2 separate regions of the Mus musculus genome follow, and region 1 is linked to region 2. A link is a contact called in public Hi-C data. All regions are on one chromosome and are shown on one strand. Each heading gives the region's core, a stretch centred on a gene start, on an enhancer-like site or on the middle of the called end of the contact. The rest is flanking DNA. Distances are from core to core; before and after follow the strand shown. Region 1 overlaps Ccdc58 (coiled-coil domain containing 58). Region 2 holds the start of Wdr5b (WD repeat domain 5B).

What was found. A called contact is a pair of places that touch in the nucleus more often than the background predicts.
Region 1: a contact with region 2 is called in a Hi-C map of liver, with 2.9 times the contacts expected there. The contact joins the enhancer-like site here to the promoter of Wdr5b in region 2. A contact is called at or near these places in 3 of 484 Hi-C or Micro-C datasets (8-cell embryo, liver and morula), 3 of 115 datasets of contacts at active chromatin or transcription factors (the SCID.adh cell line, embryonic stem cells and intestinal villus epithelium) and 3 of 9 other capture datasets (adipose tissue, liver and pancreatic islet).

What each region holds. Positions count from the first base shown.
Region 1 is chr16:36,088,368-36,093,622 of GRCm38.p6, reverse strand. It overlaps Ccdc58 (coiled-coil domain containing 58), which reads right to left. Exons shown (of 5, transcript NM_198645.2): 4 at 3,663-3,722; 5 at 1,505-1,789. The coding sequence ends at 1,739. Among named protein-coding and RNA genes, the nearest start is that of Gm41450, 12 kb to the left of the region's middle. Within about 2 kb of position 3,537, at least 12 of the 459 cell types and tissues checked have an H3K27ac peak or open chromatin away from gene starts, as enhancers often do. A contact at or near this core is called in liver, where this site is marked.
Region 2 is chr16:36,038,306-36,042,879 of GRCm38.p6, reverse strand. Wdr5b (WD repeat domain 5B) reads right to left here and starts at 1,690. Exons shown (of 1, transcript NM_027113.2): 1 at 1-1,690. The coding sequence starts at 1,367. The coding sequence ends at 381.

The DNA.
Region 1 (5,255 bases), core at 2,288-4,787, 49 kb before region 2:
CTCCATGGCTGACTTCCAGGAACATAATCTGGTGAAGATCATCATGCTGAAGGTTCAGGCCCACCAGAAGCCGGACAAGCCAGAGCCACATGCTTCAGTTAAATCATGACTAAACAGAATCCAAACCAGCAGGACGTCTGTCCTCCCTAATCACATCTGTGATTGCTACATTACAAGGCAAGAGTGATAATATAGATCAGCCAAATGCCTCTGTTAGAGAAATGCAGCAATATGGTAGAGCTAATAAGCTAAGAAGAACCCTTTGAATGTCACTGGTCTGGCTTACAGCAGGAAAGGAAGTCAGAGAGACTGCAGAACCATGAACATTAAAACACCATGGCTAACGTGACAATGGAGAAATAAGATCCATGTGTTGAGAAATGCAGGACTCAGGGAATAAAATGCACCACAACTCATGCATCTAATTTCTGCCACCAAGGTCAAAGAACTCAAAAGAGCCCCTCTTCCCCCCCCCACCCCCCACGCCCCCTTTCTGTGGACACAAAAGCCAGTCTCATTCCAAGCTGCATTTCAGCTTCCACACCCTGAATCCAGTCTATCTGGGCTTTGAAACCACAGGACTGGGACACAGAAAATATTAATAGGATGACACCAAGCAGTTAACCTGGGATGGTCTGTTCTATGGCCACAGATAGCCAGTACCCAGTACAAAGTACTTCTCTTCACTGCTGAAAATTCTCAAATCCAATAGGGCTCTTGTTTTAGTCATTTACCCCCTTCCTTTTCTAGAGCTTACACTTCTCTATGTCCATGGAAAACTGTCTAGGAAACATCACTAACCCCAACCCAAATTATTTTATATGTAAAAACAAGACAAATGTTTTTTTGAGACAGGGTTTCTCTGTGTAGTCCTGGCTGTCCTGGAACTCATTATGGCTGGCCTCAAACTCAAGAGCTCCACCTGCCTCTGCCTCCCAAGAGCTGAGATTGAACACGTGCACCACTGCAGCCTGGCTGTGAGACAGGTCCTTACTATACAGCCCCAGACGGTCTCAGACTTGTAATGCTCCCACATCAGCTTCCCAAGGCATTGGACTGCAGGCACGAGCCACCACGCCCAGCCTGAAGAAGAAAAACTGTGTTTGTTTGGATGGAATCCAGCTTGATTTTGTCATTTTTTTTCCTCTGTCTATTTTTATTTTACAAGTACAGGTATTTTGCCTAAATGTATGTCTGTGTATCACATATGTGCCTGGTGCCTATGAAGGCCAGAAGAGGGCATCAGATCCCCTGGGGCTAGAGATATAGACAGTTGTGAGCTGCCCTATGGGTGTAGGGATGGAACCTGTCCTCTGGAAGAGCAGCCAGTGCTCTTAACCACTGATCGTCTCTCTAGTCCGATTCTGCTCCTTTAAAATAAACCCACAATGACAAAAGAGAAACTAATCTATAGCCCCACCCATGCCAATAAACTCAGGCAGGCATAATGACATAGAAACTCTGTACAAACTCTCAACTTGTAAAGTCACCAAATAAATATGTACACAGAGTCAGAAAATTATTTTAATAGTTACAAAACATTTTTTACAGAATCAGTATAAAATAGCAATTGATTATTTTATAATTATGAGAATTAGACTTGAGGTCTTGGCTGAATGGGGCTGAACCAACCAAAGGTCTCAGCCTGCTGGCTCAGAGACCACCCTCAGAACCTGGCCCTGCTGACATCTGTCATGCCCAGGCGATGAGATGACCGAGTCTTAAAAAAACTCTCTCTCTACTCATTCTTTGGAGGCTTGAAGTGAACTCGGCAGCGTTCATTAAACACCTAAGATATTCAAACAGAAACAAAAGTCACCCAGATATCCTGTATAAATCAGCCTGGATATAAATTCAGATCAACAGAATTGGAGTATGTTACCATGATGTAGGGTTCGGAAACAGTAAGTCTCTTTAGCACACCAAATTAAGCATAATGTATACCTTGGTAACATTCAGTAGACAATGTCAGCACCCATTTGCTGGCTGGACCTGTCTTCTGCTAAATTATGTGTATTTGTGTATTTCTTGTTTTGATCACCTTGCTTCCAAAAATTTGAAACAACATCTCAGAAATGTCGAGAAAGCCTTTAGACTAAATGGGGCTAGTTACAGAAAGTTCTTGGTAGAAGAATTCAGAGGGGTCAACGGTGTAAAAAGGATAAGGAAGCGATTAACATTCTTATGTGAGAAGACTTCTGATGTGCGTTAAAGAACACATACACATTCATCATACTTCTGTGACAAAGGAAACTCAATACAAGGAGCAAGCCGCCGGCACGTGAAAGCACATCCCTCCCTCCAAGCGGAAGACCTCACAGCAGAGGCAGATGCTCACTGCACACCCGTCAATGGTTTGAATTTGCATTTTGAGGCAGGGTCTTGCTTTGTGGTTTATACTGGCCTTGAACTTGCTATTTGTTTGGCTTGGCCTGAAACTCACAATCCTCCTGCTGTAGCCTCCTGAGTTATGGGCCACCATGCCTGGCTAAGTTTTGACTTTTCTGTGGGCTAATGATAGAATAATACTCTCTTGATGCCTAAGCGCAGCCCACTGCTAAGTGTCCTGAGAACACTTGGGTCTCCTGGGATGTAATCCCAGCATACTGAAGAGCACCTGGATATCACATCCAAAAGGTTCCACTCTATCACACTTGGCGTGTTCCAAAATCCTCTGGACAGCCTCTCGAAAGCCAGACATTCACCACACCCCTTTCACATCAGCCCCAGAGTAAATTATCTTCTTCAGAGAATGTATGAATATACAATCATTGCCAAACCTTCCAAGGAGCACAGCCCTCAAGCTGATAGAAGGACAAGTTCAGGCTACATTTTGGCCAGGAAGACAGGATAAAGAAATGCCATAAGACACTCAATTTATAGTCTGTAATTTGGTCATGTCTTCGCATGCTGTGAGTCTTTTTAAATTTAATGACACAGTAAAAAAAAAGGTGACTACAAGTAGGTAGAGGATGATTTCACTCACGACTTTAAAAACAGTTAACAAGCCTGGCCATGCATATGAAATCTGGAAGGTCACACAGCAAGACACCAGCATCGCTCTGCTTAACGACTGCTTTGCTTTGCTTTTATTTCTTTTCTTTCTCTTTCTTCCTTGTTTGTGAACATTGTGAAACAAAATTATTTCTGCAACCAAAGCTCCTGACGAGATAAGCAATTATTAAATGCCAGAAGTCAGTCAGTGCCCAGCGGCTAATATTTAACCCTAATGAGACCTAGAGGAGAGTGGGGGAGCTAAGTCTGCCTGCTCTTTCCTTCTCCTTAGTGTTCCCTGTGTAACTGCATTCAATGAGACTCCATGAATATTAACCGACACAATTGCAGAATAATGCTGGCAACTTTGTTTTTATGAAAAGTAACTACACAAAAGGCTAAGTTTAACAAATAACCTCTTTGAAAGTTCTCTTTACTACAGTAAAAACTCTGAATGTTAACCATATACAGTTAGTGTTAGGAGATACAAAGAACGTATCTAACCCCCCTCTGTAGGTCACAGATCCTCTGAAGTTAACAGCACTCACACCCTCAGCGTTGCTGGGGTTCTTTGTTCTCAGAGCCTGCCTGCACTGCCCTCCCCTGGTTGTCTCCTGCTTGTTCAGTTTTTCTCCTATTTCTCTATAAAAATCAACATTATTTCCTACCTTCCAGCTCCTGTCATTTACCACTTCTTCGACATTTAGTTCTGACTGCATCCATTTCAACTGCAAGAGAAAAATAGGAATTCTGAACTGTAAAGAGTTAAAACTATAGCACCCAGTGCTGGAGGAATGGTGATAGGGTAGATACAGGCAGATCCTGGGGACCTGCTGGCCAGCCAATTTAGCTAACACTGCAAGCTCCCACATGAGTGAGACCCTGCCTCAAAAAATAAGCTGGAGAAGTGATTGAGGAAGACATCCCGACATAACCTCTGGCCTCACGTACACCAGCGCAGAAGACCATACCCCACCCCCCATATGTACTCATATACAACATAAAGAGAAAATCAATTTTTACAAAGCATATGTAATGTGCATTAATTAGTAAGCTGTCATTTTTGTTTGAGCTCTCTGAGACACTGGCCCTGGAAGCACTGTCCCTCCACAATTCAGACCCAAGCATGCCTGTCTCAAGGCGTCCTCCAAGGCCCTGTGTCTAGGGATGAGCTGGCCCTACTCACTCTGTGACAGGGAGGAAAAGAGCAGCAAACCAGCTCAAGAATAAAATTTCCCTGAAAACTAGGAAGCACGGCATTTCTAATGGACATCACCACTGCTTCTATCAGACAGAAACACGCCTCCAAGGGAAGGAGGCCAGAAGTTCAGCTACAGGAAGCTCATCCACGGAGAGAAAGCTCACCGGAACTGCCAGCTGACTGCCTCCCCGTTAGGATGTTATTCCACCCGGAAGCCTCACCCAGGGGACACTGGCCTGCCTGGGACTCCTAGTGGAGCTTTCCCCAGCCAATTCCTGCTAGATAATTCAAGAACCCAAATCAATGGTGTTCCACATGGGGAATGTTAAGACCTGTGCTGGAGGAAGCGAGGATGTACCCAAGGAAAGCAGGCCTCCCATGTGCCTACTGTTGATCAAGGCGGAAACACCTTCTGTGCCTGACACTGTGGTTACAGGTTAGCATGAAGGCAAGCAAGCCTTTTCAGCTCTCTTCTGCCTTCTCTTGTCGACAAAACACCAACTACTAAAGGTCACTGACATCTCTGTAGGTGTTTGTCGGGATATAAAATGTCTCTAATTCTCAATTTTGTGTGACCTCTGCCCCTGGAGCAGTGAGGTATAAAAATCAAAGATGTTAAGAAGTTTGTTTAAGACTTGCAACAGACAGAAAAAAAGAAAAACAGAAAATTGATACCAATAGAGTACAGTCTTATTTTGCTACATTGTGCCTTATATATATAATTTTAATTCAGTTCTCATTTAAAGAAACAAAAACAGTAAGTAGGTAAGAAAGAGGTGGAAAATATGAGATAATTTTTGATAAGAAAGGTTAGAAAGAACTTACTTTGTTCTCTTACTATAAAACCTCTATGAAAATGCTTCCGTGAAGCATGGAGCTTGGGGTGATCTAGTTTGGTGTTTCCAGGCCACGGTCACTCACATTTGGCTCCAGAATAAGCTAGCTCATATTTGAAAAGGGGTGGGGTGAGAATGAATATGTTTTAGATAAAAAGGATTTTATATAGTAAGAAATAAAATGCCTGGAATTTTCCAAATAGAAACTATTAAAAAAAAACAAA
Region 2 (4,574 bases), core at 441-2,940:
GACATGTAAAATGTCTCCAATCCTCTCATTGCCTCCCTAATGTCACTGCCCTTAATGACCTCCCAAACCAGAGGCTACACGTCCCTCCTCCCCTGGGTCATCCTGTTGTGTCACCTTTCCAGATATTCCAAAAACCTTACCCCCCTGGGAAAGCCAGTGAAAGAATGAGGCTCTGTCCAGGGGTGAGCACAGGAGATTCCTAGCAGGCCTCAAGACTAGGATTCACAAGCCCTAAGTCCTAGACCTGTTTTTACAAGGGTCTCACTTTGCAAAGTAAGATGATTCAGACTCAAGGACAGTTTAAGCTTTGCCAGAATCCAGAGAGACCATCCTTTGGATTTTGTGTCTAACTTGGCTTTCCTCATCGCCTGCCAGAGACTTCAGCAGTCACTCGACCACACTTTAATTGTCTTGTCATTTTCTAGTGCTGCTGATGCGATGATGTTTTTTGTAGGGTGACAGGCTGCTGAGATCACCACATCTGTGTGACCTTGCAACCTCTGTACAATCTCTTTAGTCTGAAGATTCCAGATGTAAACCATGTTGTCCTCTGAACCAGACACAACCCACTTTCTACCAGTAACCGAGAAACTGGCAAATAGGCAGTATTTCTCATTCTTATGACCAGTGTATGTCTTCAGGCATCTGCCCCTGCTGTAATCCCACAGTTTAAGAGTATTGTCCAAAGTTGCAGTGAGAATGTATTTACCATTTGGAGAAAATTTTACAAAAGACACTGGAGGGTTGCCTTCATCAGCAAGTGTCCTTAAACACTGGCCTGACGCAGCATCCCAAATTCTACAAAGCCCATCATAGCTCCCGGACACTATCAAGGACCCATTACAATTAAAATTTACGGCAGAAATGGGGTCCGAATGTGCAGACAAAGTCTTGAGGCATTTTCCTGTTTTTACTTCCCATATTTTCACACTCTCATCAAAAGAGCCCGAAACGATGAGGTTGGATGGTGGGTTGAAGTCACAACAGAAGACGAAATCGCTGTGCCCCTTCAGTGTTTTCAGACATTTTCCAGATCTCATATCCCATACCTTTAGAGTCTTATCATCTGAGGCTGAAACTAGACGACTAGAATCTGAAGACCAGGCAACATCTGATATTTCCAGACTGTGACCATAGAGTGTTTTCTTACAATTCCCATCGTATGCTCCCCAAATTATAATTAGTGCATCAGCTGCAGAACTCGCTAGCCATTCGCCATTAGGACTAAATTTAACTGATGATATGGCCGCCGAGTGCCCCGCAAGAGTAAGTCTGAGAGCATAGTTGGGTTTCTGCGGCTCTTCCTCGCGCCGGGGGGCAGAGAGAAGTGACTGTGCTCTCTCTGCTGGCAGATGCTCGGTCGCCATAGATCCGGCTCTATAATTTGCGCGGGCTTCCCGCCCTGAAACTTACAGAAGTTAAAACTTGCGGTTGGAAGGCGGATGGTTTTGATTGTAACATGGGCTCCTCTATAAGGTCCGTTCCCAGTCAGCAACGAAGTTTGAACCACTCCCCGTCTTGCTTTCTTCTATAGCATCACGGATCACAGTGATCCTGGGATCCGTACTCGTGTCAGATGCTGTCAAAGGACTAGGCCGATCCGCGGGGGTTCGGGGCTGCACCTTTCCTCTTCCACGCCCTCCGCAGCTCCAAAATGTCTGGGAACCTCAAGCAACAGATGACGTCACACAAAACAGGATTTATGAGAGGCTCAAGTAGAGCCCAGGACGACGCTAGGTACGCATCCTGCCAGGCTGCGCACGCGCCGAAGGAGACATGCATTTTCTTCCGGTTCTCCAGGACAGGAAGTTGACACTGAACCCGGTTTTTTTCCCTGAGAGAGCTGGGTGCAGGAAAGGGCGCAGCAGGCACTTCATGAAGGCTGTGCATATTGAGGGTACCTCTGTCCACACCCACCCCGACTGAGTTTAGCTGCCAAGATTATAATAATAATAGCTGCCTGTGTGTGTACTTTGCGAATGCAATACCTACCCTCAGGGTCAGGAGTCCCATCATCCTGGAAATGGAGTTACAGATGGTTGTGAGCTGCCTGTAGGTGCTGGAAGGTCCTCTGGAGAACTGCCAATGATCTTAACCACTGAACTACATCTGAAGCCTGGACTACGGTGACTTCTGATATAGAGATTATATCATCAATTCAAAAACTTTCCATTTTTATTAACTCACCTAAAGCACATTGAATAACAAATTTTAGGCTTTATTTCAAGTAAATATATATTTTTCTAATGACTAGAAAACCAAAAGGATATAATGGGTACAACCTAGGAGCTAAACCAGGATGGTGATGGACCTTTAGTTCACTACACACACAAGCACGAGGGACAAAAGATGCGCAGACTTGGTACGTTGGTAGGATTAAGACATGACTTGAACTTTGAAGGGTAAAACGCACTTTTTGATGTGTAGGATACCTTGTGTATAAATAGCATTGGGGACTCCCAAAAAGAAAAGGCTGTAAGTAAAACTGTTTGTCGTTACTCATGGTCTAATATTAACAAACTGTCCTAACAAATTACTAGGATCTGCTTAGCTCTCAGGAAGGAGATTTGGTGACAGTGTTCACCAGGAAATAGTAATCCTAAATGGCAGCAAGCAGAGCAGGATCCTGAGCTCCTAAGCAGTAGCATGTCTTCCTTTAAAAAAAAAAAAAAAAAAGATTTATTTATAATATGTAAGTACACTGTAGCTGTCTTCAGACACTACAGAAGAGGGCATCAGATCTTCTTACAGATGGTTGTGAGCCACCATATGGTTGCTGGGATTTGAACTCCGGGTGCTCTCAACCACTGAGCCATCTCACCAGCCCGCATTTCTTCCTTTTACAACAAGCTACCCTTCGCGTAAGGGGACCTCTAGGTTTTGCTTTGTTCACTGAAAAAAAAAAAAATCAAAAATCTGTTTCTCCTTTAAAAAACCATTTAAAAAAAAAAAAAGAAACATGTGCCAGACTTATATGGTCTTCGAAGATTACTCCTATCTGGACTGTTTTAACTGGTTTCCTCAAAGCAGCTTTTGGGAGTAGAAATCCAGTTCCCAAGCCTCTACCCAATCTGGAAAACCTATTCAGACTAAACAGGAAGGACTGAGCACCGCCTGTAACTGAGTAGCTTTAAAAAGCTGCGCTCCCGCGCGCGCGCGCGCACGCACACACACACACACACATATCGTGCTATCCTTGTAAAACCACATGCTTATAGCTTGCTGCCCACACCACTCCCCCCGAGCCCTGCACTATTTTGTCCTCAACACTGGTCTTTTGTGTTTTATTTCTCCTTACCTACATAGTTCAAATTGTTGAAAGCCAGTGTTCCTTATTACAGTCCCTGTTCTGGACTTCACTGACTTGCTTGGGCTAAGGGAATATGGGTAGAGATGTGTAAACACTCTGCAAACACTGCAATCACAAACGAGCATGTATACTCTGTAATTTTCAAATGTGGGTCAAGTTGGAATTATGGATCAAAAAGCAGAATATTTGCCTAAAATTCTCAAAGCTGCAAATTCGGCTCTCAGCAGCACTCAAGAGTTGCGTGTGGTGGTGCCTACCTATAATTTCACCACTCCGCATTGGAAGCATGGGGGGCCAGTTCAAACTTAACAGCTACAAAGGAGTTAAAGCTAGCCTGGGCTTCATGAGAACCTCACCTAAAAATACTGTCACACACACACACACAAACACACACACACACACACACCCATACGGAGGTGAATAGTAGACAAAAAATCATTCAAGCTTTGTAGTAAATCTATAGAGTCCACAATTTTTGTATTGGATATGAAACAAGAGTTCACAGAAACTGAAGCTGTTTTGATTTAAAGTTCTTTTCACAAAAATACTGGGCCAGTAAACCTCACAAGGAGTGAAACTGTCAGAGTAAAGAATATACCAACTTTTTCTTTTCATTTGTTTTATAAGCCTAGAGGAATAAAAAAAGCATTCTTCTGCAATATATATAATATGTGAAAACCGGAAACCTCAACAGCCTAGCCACTGGGCTCCCACCTCAGGTGGACGTACAGTAACAAAACTTGTATCAAATGCACTGCAGTGTGTGCTACTTGCAGAATAAACCAGCAGCTTTTCCTCTTCCTTACTGCTTTGATGTCACAGACTCCTGGTGTGAAAATGTTTTTCATAAACTTCAGGACCCTCTCTCTATCCTCAACAGTAACTACAAATGAAACACTCTGTTGATACATTTGCTTTTAACAGTTGTCAATTCTGGATTCAGCTGTGCACCCATTACTACCACAGGTGTATACTCCTCATCCACTATTTATTGAAAATTGACCGTGTGCAAAGCATTCATTCACCCACGGCTGGCAGAGTGCATTCAGTACAAAGTATCAATAGCCATTCTAGATCAAGTGTACAAACACTCTGGAGAAAGGGCACAGGATCTATGTTTAAGAGCAGGCTGGGCTAGTGTCACACCCATGGTGCTGATCAGAAGAGCTGTTACTTTGCACCCCAAAGAGTTTTCCTACGTCAATATCTGTTTTCACTTCTGTCACTAAATTCACAATCAACTGCCTGAATTTCTTTTAAAGTG